Regions from separate parts of the Anser cygnoides genome. Here region 1 is linked to region 2. A link is a contact called in public Hi-C data. All regions are on one chromosome and are shown on one strand. The core of a region is the stretch at or near the end of the contact, and the rest is flanking DNA. Distances in the headings are between cores, read along the strand shown.

Evidence for each region. Hi-C and Micro-C count contacts between places; a contact is called where the count stands out from the background.
Region 1: a Hi-C map of liver shows a contact between it and region 2, with 4 times the contacts expected there. The contact joins the promoter of SLC45A3 here to the promoter of NUAK2 in region 2. A contact is called at or near these places in 2 of 7 Hi-C or Micro-C datasets (both in liver).

The regions. Positions count from the first base shown.
Region 1 is chr25:4,552,582-4,557,351 of Taihu_goose_T2T_genome, reverse strand. SLC45A3 (solute carrier family 45 member 3) reads left to right here and starts at 1,546. Exons shown (of 8, transcript XM_066982915.1): 1 at 1,546-1,827; 2 at 1,906-2,065; 3 at 3,088-4,770.
Region 2 is chr25:4,341,936-4,346,815 of Taihu_goose_T2T_genome, reverse strand. It overlaps NUAK2 (NUAK family kinase 2), which reads left to right and starts at 3,052. Exons shown (of 7, transcript XM_066982993.1): 1 at 3,052-3,282. The coding sequence starts at 3,091.

The DNA.
Region 1 (4,770 bases), core at 297-2,796, 210 kb before region 2:
TCAGATACTGTAGGCACAGCATTCAGGAATCCACCTAGCGAGCGTCACATGCTCCAGTGCAAAAGAAAAAAAAATAAAAAAGCAACACTAATAGTTATTTAATTGCTTGTGAACTTCCCTGAGCAGAAAACAGAGGCAGTTCTCCCCACCCAAATTTGGACTCTGGCGCTTTACCAGCTTAAGGCATAGCTTAGCTCTCCAGGGCTTGTTGGCTTTTTTTTTTTTTTTTTTTTTAATTTCAATGAGTTTCTAGCTGCATGTGGAGTGCCAAAAAACTTTTTGCAGGAAACAGGAGTGTCATTTCTCCTTGTCAGCCACCCCTGCGAGCGAGTTCTCATCAGTTCAAGTGACAATAAATGCAGGTGCTCCTCTGCTTTTGCCATGTAGGGTGAGTCCTTTCAGCAAGCTTTGGGAGGGAGCAGCTGCTCGGTGAAAACAAGACTATCCTGCTGATCCAAGCTGAAATGTGATGGGGAAATGGGATTTTTGACCTTGAGAGGTACAAAGTTGCTCAAAGGAGAGAACCTGCAAAGATTAAAAATAACTAGATCTTTATAATGCTTCTGCAACTGAGCTGGATAAACATATTGCAAAACGGATGGCCAAATTCTAAATAGTACAAACTAACCCAAGCCTTTTGATGGCCAGTCAGCTGAAGAACTGGCCCTAACTTTAGCAAGCATTAATTGAAGATCAACTTTTTTTTTGGCAGCTGTATTCTAATCTTTTTTTTTTTTTTTTTTTTTTACTGTCCCCTGCCTGTGAGCGTTCGCACAAACTGTTTGTTGATGCAGACGTTTAAGGAAGGCTGTTCTTTAGAAGGCTGCTCATCTCTAGGGCTGTGTGTGAGTCAGAATATTCATTTTTCCTCAACCTCTGCTTCTGTTCGGTTATTGTTAGACCAATTACTGACCCGGAGCTGTCTGAATGGCATCCCTGCCCGCGGCAGGGGGGTGCCGGGGGGTGATCTTTCAGGTCCCTTCCACCCCAAGGGGCTCTGTGAGTGTGACTGTGTGTAAGCACCCATAAGCTGGCTGTCTTTCCCCTCTCGCGCGCACACGCCGTGTGATTTGAAGCAGCCATGTCCCATGAATAATGTCCGGGGGCCAGGTCACAAGCTTCCCAGAGCACGGAATTCATTTGCATACAATCCAAGCAATTACAAGTAATGAATAGATTAGTTAAAAAAAAAAAACAAAAAACGAAGCAAACAAGAAACGATTCAGAGCACGGCTAATTCCCCCTGCAGAAAGGAAAAAGAAGAGAGGGGAGAGAGAAGAAAAAATAAAAATTAAAATTAAAAAAAAAAAAGAAAAAAGCCGAGCGCTTCCAACCCCCCGGTCCGGCTGCGGGGCTGACCCCGGGGCTCGGCTGCGGGGCTCGGGGCGCCCGGTCCCGTGATGTCCCCGTCCCCGTGATGATGTCCCCGTCCCCGTTCCCGTCCCCGTCCCGGTGCCGTCCCCGACCCCCCCGCCCCGCCCGCGGCAGCGCATGCTCCCTGCCGGGCCCCAACCTGCCCATTTAAACGGCGGCGGAGGCAGGGGCTGAGCACCGGGGCCGGGCTGAGCCCCGGGCACCACCGAGGCGGGGCTGCGGGGATGCCCGGGGCCGTCCCGGGGCGGGGGGTGGGGGGTGCTCGGGGCGACCTTGCGCTTGCAGCCGGGAAGAGAGCGCCGGGTCCCGGCGGGTTTCCGCTGGGACGGGGCGGTTGCGAGCCCCTCGCCGATCCCGCTGGTGCTCCCAGCGATCCGGCGCTAGTTTTGCTGCGGGGAGGCGAGGAGGGGAGCCGAGCTCGCACGTCGGGGAGCGGAGGAGGAGCGGCTGCAGGTAGGGCTGCTGAGCGGTGCCAGCTGCGCTGATGCGCGGACGTAGCCCGGGTTTTTTCCCCGCTTCTCGTTGTTGCAGACATCTGGTGTGACCGAGTTCGGTTTAAAGGCGATTGAGCCGGAAAAAAGTGGGGAAGCGCGAGGCCGAAATCCCGAGGGCTTGCGAGGACGGGTCAGTGAATCTTCAGAATCAAAGGAAACCGGCGCTCGACAGAAGGAAGTCCTCGTTGCACCTACTGGTAGGCTCCGCTTAGGTTTGCTGCCAGGTTAACTTGTCTGCCCTGCGCGGATGGAAGGGAGCTTGCAGAGGCTTTCTTCCCAGACGTGGTACCTAAGCGTCGCGATGTGAGTGCTTCGTGAGTGTTAGCTTTGGTGCGACTGCAGACTTTGATGGGGAAGATGCATTAATTGCTTATGGTATTAATTTGTCTTCCCCTTCGTGGCAGCTTTGGGAGGAAGAAAAAAAAAATCACTGGAATCAAGTAATACTTGTACTCTGGTGATGGCCAAACTTGGCAAGGTGCCTGGTTTTCGTGCCTTTTTTGTTGTTTTTTTTGCCTTAAAAATATAAATAACTGCTGAAATTGGAGGGGGGGATCATATCAAAAACAATTTTCTCAGTCCTCATTTAGACCTGTCAGACTTGTGGGCACTACAGAGAAAGTAGCCGAGCTCAAACGAGATCCTGGTCTGGCACTGTTTTAGTCATAGACATGGGTTCGAGAGAGTAGGGTTTGTATGCGTGACATGAGAGTAACCAGGAATTTATAGAAATAAAACATGAGTAAGAACTTCAAAAGTACCCAAATGACTTGGGCACCAAAGTCAGTCAGGCACTCCTGAAAAACATGTACCAGCCTTTAAACGATTTGTATTATTCACCCTACCTGTAATTTTCTCTTTATTTTTAATGTGTGATGCTACCCGGACTTGCTTGCGTCACCACAGCTCCCTGGTAACTCTTCCCCTCGGTGAGGAGTGGCTGTGGTGCAGGAGCTGGGAAGGCTCAGCCCTTGATTCTCAGCCCTGCGCTTGAATTCCAGGCAGTGCCTTAAACTCTGGAACTTATTACCACAAAACGTCGGGGAAGCCAAGAGTGCTTAGCTTATGGGATTTGAAAAAAGGATTAGAAATTTGATATGGATAGCAAGAATCTCTAGAATTAATAGTAAATTAAAAAAGAGCTTTACAAGGGATATAAATCCCCGTATTTTGGGGCATAAGCCAATCTTAGGATTTAGTAGGAAAATTCTCCTTGTAGGGAGTTTTTTCCTGCGCTGTCTGCTGATGGCTGTATTCCCCTACAACTTGATACATACGTAGCCTGTGCAACATCTTCTGCGAGAGCGTCTCCTCTTCTCGAAGTGGTTCTGGTTAAAGCACCTGAACCTCGAGGTGTTTCACAACGCGGAGCTGTTGCTAGAAGGTTCGGGCCCCGTGGATTTGTGCAGGAGCAGCCTAGAGATAACGGTAACGTTATTTGTGAACAAAGCAGCAGTCTTACAGACTCTTCTAAGATTATCGTTACTGTAATATAACAGTAATAGTAGATACTGAGTGTATTTCAAACAAACTCCGCTGGCAGCATTTTTTGAAAAGCGCGTAGTCCATTTTTGTCAGCAGTGAGAAACACCATATCCATAGCATGAGAAGCTCAGATCACTGGATTGATTGCTGAGTTACAAAATGCAGCCTTTTGGTCTGTTTTATCTTCGCCAGAGTCCCCAGAAAATGCGGGTGTCTAGTATAAACTCTCGCTAACCTTTTCCCCGAACTGTTTATTTCGCTGGAGCACTCAAGCGGCAGTGTGTTTTTCTGTATGGAGTTTAGTGTGATGGCTCTGCTCTTGTGGCTGATGGCATCGTGAGTGCGCTCTCTAAAAAAACAATAAATCAAATATTAAAAAACAACTAAGCAGCCCGGTTTTGTAGTGAAGCTGCCAATAGAAGCTTTGTCAGTTGTCAGATTAGGTATCAAAGGAGCTGGTCCTAAAAGCATCAAATCTGTTGAACAATGAAGTGACAGAGCAGCCCCAGCTCTTCCAGCATAACTGCGTGGGTCTCCTCGAGCGTCCTTTTGCAGAGCCCCTTTGAAAATATCAGCCTGTCTGCGGTGTGCCTGCTGCACTCTGAAAATCTCAACCCAGAGCCTTTTGTGTTGGATCCACAAGAAGCTCTGAGGGTTTGCAAATTACTTCTGAGGAATGTATGAAAGCAAACAAAAACAAATTTAGATGCTCTGTGAAAGTAGTCTTTATACACGATGTTTCTAACCTACTGGATTGTAATAGTCTTAATCCCTGCCTTCCATAATTCTGCGATGGTGAAAAGCAAGGTGAAAAGCCATGCATGCAGCAGCAGTTTTGTGCTGGCTTCTTAGAAACCCTTTTAAAGGACTACTGCAGATGATGATGTGGCAGAGAACTCGAGGATGCTGCTGGGTGTGTGTAGTCTTATCTGGACATTGCTATCAGTTGGTTTCATTCAAGCTGACTGTTAGTCTGTCAGGTCTGGTACCAGGCTAGACCTGTGCTAGGAGCTTGCTTAAATGACAAGAAAATCACACAACAGACATTAACAAGTAGCTTGCTGATGGGCTCTTTTTTTTTTTTTCTTTATGGCTGTGTATCATCGGGCAATTTAAACCTGTTTCATACACAGCAATGGGTATGAAAGTCCTCAGACTTTGGCCTCTCCAGGCAACTGTCCCACTTTTTTTGTCACAGTGGGGCTGTAGAGCTTTTCAAATACGCCATAAGCGGTGTAAGTAACATCTGTTTGTGTTTATTCTCCACCTTTCTCTAGGTTGGAGCTATTCAACCAAGGAGTGTCTTGTTTTGGTACCTCTTTTGTGTTGTCTTTAATGTGTGTGCTGCTATCGCCTTATCTCGGCTAAGGCAACATCAAAGCAAAAGACTTGACCCCTTGGGTGAAAGTTGTGGAGG
Region 2 (4,880 bases), core at 1,803-4,302:
GAGGGGTGGCAGGACCCGGCCGCCCGAGCAGCGAGAGCCTTATCGGGCTGACGGAGCTGGGCAAAGTGATCCTAAAGAGCGGCCAGCCGGAGCACAAACCCTTCCCACCGAGGGGTTATCAAGAGGGATCACTGGGAAAAATGAGCTGAGCTTGACACCGAGCGGAGGGCTGAAGGGTGTCTGCAGGCTGCCTTAATCCCAGGCAGCTGCAGAAGATGTGGGTTGCAGAGGTGGCCTGTGCTGTAATCATTACATTTGATAGGTCATAAATTACTTTTCCAAAGGCTCCCATTGCTGTTTAATGTGTTTCCCTTCTTCTGCTGATGGATGGGGCACCCAGTGGGGAAGATCAGAGCAAAAACCGCTTCCTCTGTGTTTTCAGGGGCAGAATGGGTTTCACACCTGCCTGAGCACTACCCAGCAGAGGGTGAGGAATGCTGCCAGCCTGGAAGACCGTTAAGCAGAGGTGATCATTTGCCTCTTTGTCATCTTTGGCATCTTAATGCCTGGCAGGACCCTTCCTTTCCCTTTTGGTGGGCTTGCTGCCATAAGCGTGTCTTCTGGGGCATGTTTGTTCCCTTAGCAGCTCACAGAGGTGAGCAGAGCCTGTGCACACCAAGCCCAATGGCAGAGACACAGGTTTGGACCACGACACGGATGCTTTTAGTATAGAGGTAACACTGCCGCATTGATTTAAAATTAAAAAATAACAATACAAAAATAGGAGGCTGGAGGTGAATAAAGCTTCCGTCCTTACAAAGCATCGCGCTGATCAGACTAGCTTTGAGGAGGTTTCCCTGACACAGAGCCAAATCCCCTGTTGACTTTCACGTTGGTGTTAGCAGACACTTGGTTACAAAGGGCTGCTGCTGTAGAAACCACCTTTAGGATGGCTGCAGCTGGGGGCAGGGGGGTTTCTGTGGGTTTCCCCGCTGCTGAGGAAGCAGCGCTACCACTACCACTGACTGCTGCAATACAGGATCCTTATCAGTGGATTCCAGCAGACTTAGATCTGTGTCCCTTGACATTTCCATTAAAAAAGGCTTCCTGAGGTAGTCTGGAACAAAAGCATACCTAAGCTTACGTGTCAGTGACTGCACAGAAAATCGCGGAGAAGAATTCCTCTGGTAGAAACAGAAAGAGAAGCAAGCCCGACACTTCGTTTCCTTTCATCACAGGGAAAAGCCTCTGGAAGGCATCCTTATAAATCAAGAAGAGCAATAAACATGTGCTTAAAGCTAAATGCGTGCTCGAGTGCTTCTTGGGCCGGTGGGCTCAACCCCGAGCAATCCCGCAGCCGCCGGGGGATCGCTCCGTAGGCAGAGGCGTGGGCTGGCCGCGTCCGGGAGCCACGGCAGCTTTCATCTCAGCCAAGGGAAATCGCCTGCCTTGCTGCGATCAGGAGGCCTGCTCCTTCCCCTTCCACTCTCCTGCAATCTCCAGGCTGTGCCTGAACAGGATCCTATCTGTTTACTTTGACATTGAAATTACTGCAGTTTAGTTAATCTCTTCTACGCCTTGTTTATCTTCCCTATGGGCCCTGCTCGCTACCTTCAGATTGAAAAGCAGCTCCTGTTACCACACACTAAATAATTCAGTAGTGCAACCCTGCTGCGCTATCTCAGGACATCCCCCCAGCCCCCGTGCCGTGCGAGACAACTGATGGTAAAGCAGGAAGCCAGGTTTGCCCACGGGTTGCTGTGTGGGGCAGGTTCGTGGTGGAGAGGATGCAGGGCCAGCACGAATCTGCAAAACGTTGGTTATCCCCGAAGTCTTGTGCAGAACAGAGGCAGAACAGAGGCTCCACACAGCCACAAGACACAAGATCCCTCCGTGTCCTAACTCTGCCTCGATGGTATCTAACCTGGAGCCCGCTGAGTGCCGAGGCTGATCCCTGGCGGGGATGAGCAGGAGCCCGGTGCGCGGCTGTGTCCCACAACCTGGGCTCCAGCCGTGCCGCAGGACGGGTGTGCTCAGCAGGACATTCGTAACCTCAGCCCTCTGATACCCAGACTGCGAGAGCAGCCGGGGGCACAGGACCTCTGCCTGGGTCTCATCCTGACGTCGACGAGGCACGGCCGCTATGTCTGTGCTCGGGGGCCCACAGCCTGCAGCAGGGGGCCGGGGCTGGGCGCGCTCATCCCCTCGCTGCACGCTCTGCAGCATCTCTCTGCCTCACCCCGTCTGCCCCGAGCCGCTGGAAGCGGTGGGAAAATCCAGGTCGGAGCGCGGGGCTGAGTAATGCTGCAGTTATCTGCCTCTTTGATCAATACGGTGTGTCCTCACACATGCCAGAGCCGGGCAAGAGCTTTTGTTTTGGCTGCTTTGGGAAATAATTGCATTCTTTTAATATCTCCAAACAAAGATTTACCACAGGGGCGAGAAGACCGCACGGGAAGGTGCTGCAGAGTTAACCAGAAACGTCCGCGAAATGGGTTCGTGCGGGAGCACCGGGGCAGCAGGCGGCCGTGTCCCCCATTTATTTATTTTTATTTTTATTTTTGCAGAGAGTCCTGGGTGCGCTGGGGCTCCTTGCAGCAAACCCGTGGGCATGTGTCTGTCTGTCCGTCCGCCCGTCCGTCCCCGTGTCCCCGCACCCCCCGGTGCGAACCCCCCAGGCTTTGCCCCGCACCCTCCCTGCGCCCCCTTGGCCCTCCTTTGTGTGCGAGCACCTCCCCGCAGCACCTTCCCCAAAACCTCCATCCCCAGCCCTCAGCACCCCCCTTTTACCCCCCCCCCTGCAATGCAGGACCCCCTTCGCACCCCTCCCGCATTAACCCCCCTCTTTACTCCCTTTACAACCCTCCCGGGGGGGGGGGGGCTGCCTCTGCTCCCCCCTCCCCAAATCCAACCCCCCCCACCTTACAGCTGCTCCCCCCAGCTCCGGGGCCCCCCTTACGCCCCAGCCCTGCCGGGATCCCCCCCCTACCCCCCAAATTTCTCGCCTCCCGCCCCCTTTCCGCACCGGGGGCCGGGCGGGGCGGGCGGGAGGGCGGCCAATGGGCGCGGGGGGGGCGCGGCCGGCGGGGCGGCCCCGCATTTAGCGGCCGGGCCGGGCCGGGCCGGGCCGAGCCGTGCCGGGAGCTCGGCATGGAGCGGGCGGCGGGGCCGGGGGGCGCCCCGCAGCCGGGGGGGCTCGGCGGGTCGCCGGCGCCCAAGAAGCAGGCGGTGAAGCGGCACCACCACAAGCACAACCTCAAGCACCGCTACGAGTTCCTGGAGACGCTGGGGAAAGGCACCTACGGCAAGGTGAAGAAGGCTCGGGAGCGCTCCGGCAAGCTGGTAAGAGCTGCTCCTGTCACCCCACACCTTGCCAGCCCCCATCCCGAGCAGCCCCCGCGTTCCCCCCTCAGAGCATCCTCCCCCCAGCCAGCCCCGGCTCTCCCCTGCTGACACCCGGGGGGCAGCGGTGGTGCAGCCCCCCCTTGGCCCGCAGAGGGGACAGGAGCCCCCCAAGGGTGCTGGGGGCAGCCCCCAGGGACCTCGCTCCCCCCCTTCTCTTCCTCTCCTTCCTCCTCCTCCTGCAGCCCCTCGCCCACTTGACCGGGGCGCTGAGAGGGGCCACGGGCAGACGGCGGTGAAGAGCAAACACTGCTCTCGAGTCTCAAGGGCTTTTCCCTTCCTCTTGCCCTGGTTTTGGGGTGATGATGTGATGTGTTGACTCTCTGCAGTGGTGCGTGAGCGGAGCCCCCAGGTCTGCGTGGAAGCGGGACTTGCAGAACCCCCCCCTTGGGAGCCCCCCAAATCCGCCCTTTGGTGCCCCAAAGCAGGGGGCTGGGGGCTGGAGCGAGCTGGGGAGCGCTGCCCTGCAAAAGCGGGGTGCTGCTGGGTTTGGCAGCCCTGGCCTTGCGCAGGCTGCAGGTGTTCAAAGGGCAAACCTGGCGGTGATTTCCCTGCCCCAGCTCAGCCCTGAGCACCCTGCACTGCAGGACGAGACCTGGGAAAGGCACTCGCCCCCCAGCCCAACTCTCGTGGCAGCAGTGAGGGCCCCCCGAGATGCTCTGAGCACAAAAGGGATGCGAGCTTGGATCACTAGCGTGCCACCGAGGCATGTCGAGGAAAACAACTGTAAATCAGAGAGGTTTTCATGTAACGCAACAGCTCTTAATTAAATCAGGCTTGCTGTTTTTCCATTAGCCTATCTGATTCTGAAGGCGCTGCTATTTTGCTGCATAATCAGGGCCTTGAAATGCGGCTCCCACCCACTGACCTGGGAGGATCCCTTCCTTTGGGATGGGTGAGAAGTCTTGGCTTTCCCTTTCTGTCCCTAACTAACAAAACTTGTGTGGGGAATCTTTGAACTGCCAGAGCTCACCTATCTGCGGAAGCCCCTTAGGACAGGGACTTGTTTGTCTGGTACCATAAGTCCATTATGATGCAAATTAAATACACAGACCAATGCCTCTTCAATAAATTCCAAAGATAGTCAAGGGCTTGACTAACTAGTACTGCAGCAAGCTGGCCGTGTAGGAACAGGAGGCTTAACCACAAATCTCTCCTCTTCCCACAAATTCTTTCTTGCACCACTCAGCATTTCCGGACCTGTTTAATCTTCAAGCTTATCCCGAGCCGGGTCATTATTTGCTCCTTCTCTAAGTGGCTTTCACTTCCTAAACAGCGAGGTGCGAGGGCAGGTACTGCTGCCTCCTGCCAGCCCTCGTGGGCTGCGCAGGTCCCACGTTACCAGCTGGGGCTGCGAAGCTGGAGCTGCTCCACGCGTGGCTTTGGCCTCTGGCCGATCAGGAGCTGCCTCTGTCAGATACACTGAATATTGAACCGTCTCATTATACTGCCTAGCTGTCTTTTTTTTTTCCTTTTTTCCTTCTGAATTTTAACCTACCTGGTCTTAGCTCAGAGCAAAGTACGTCTAACCAGCTGCT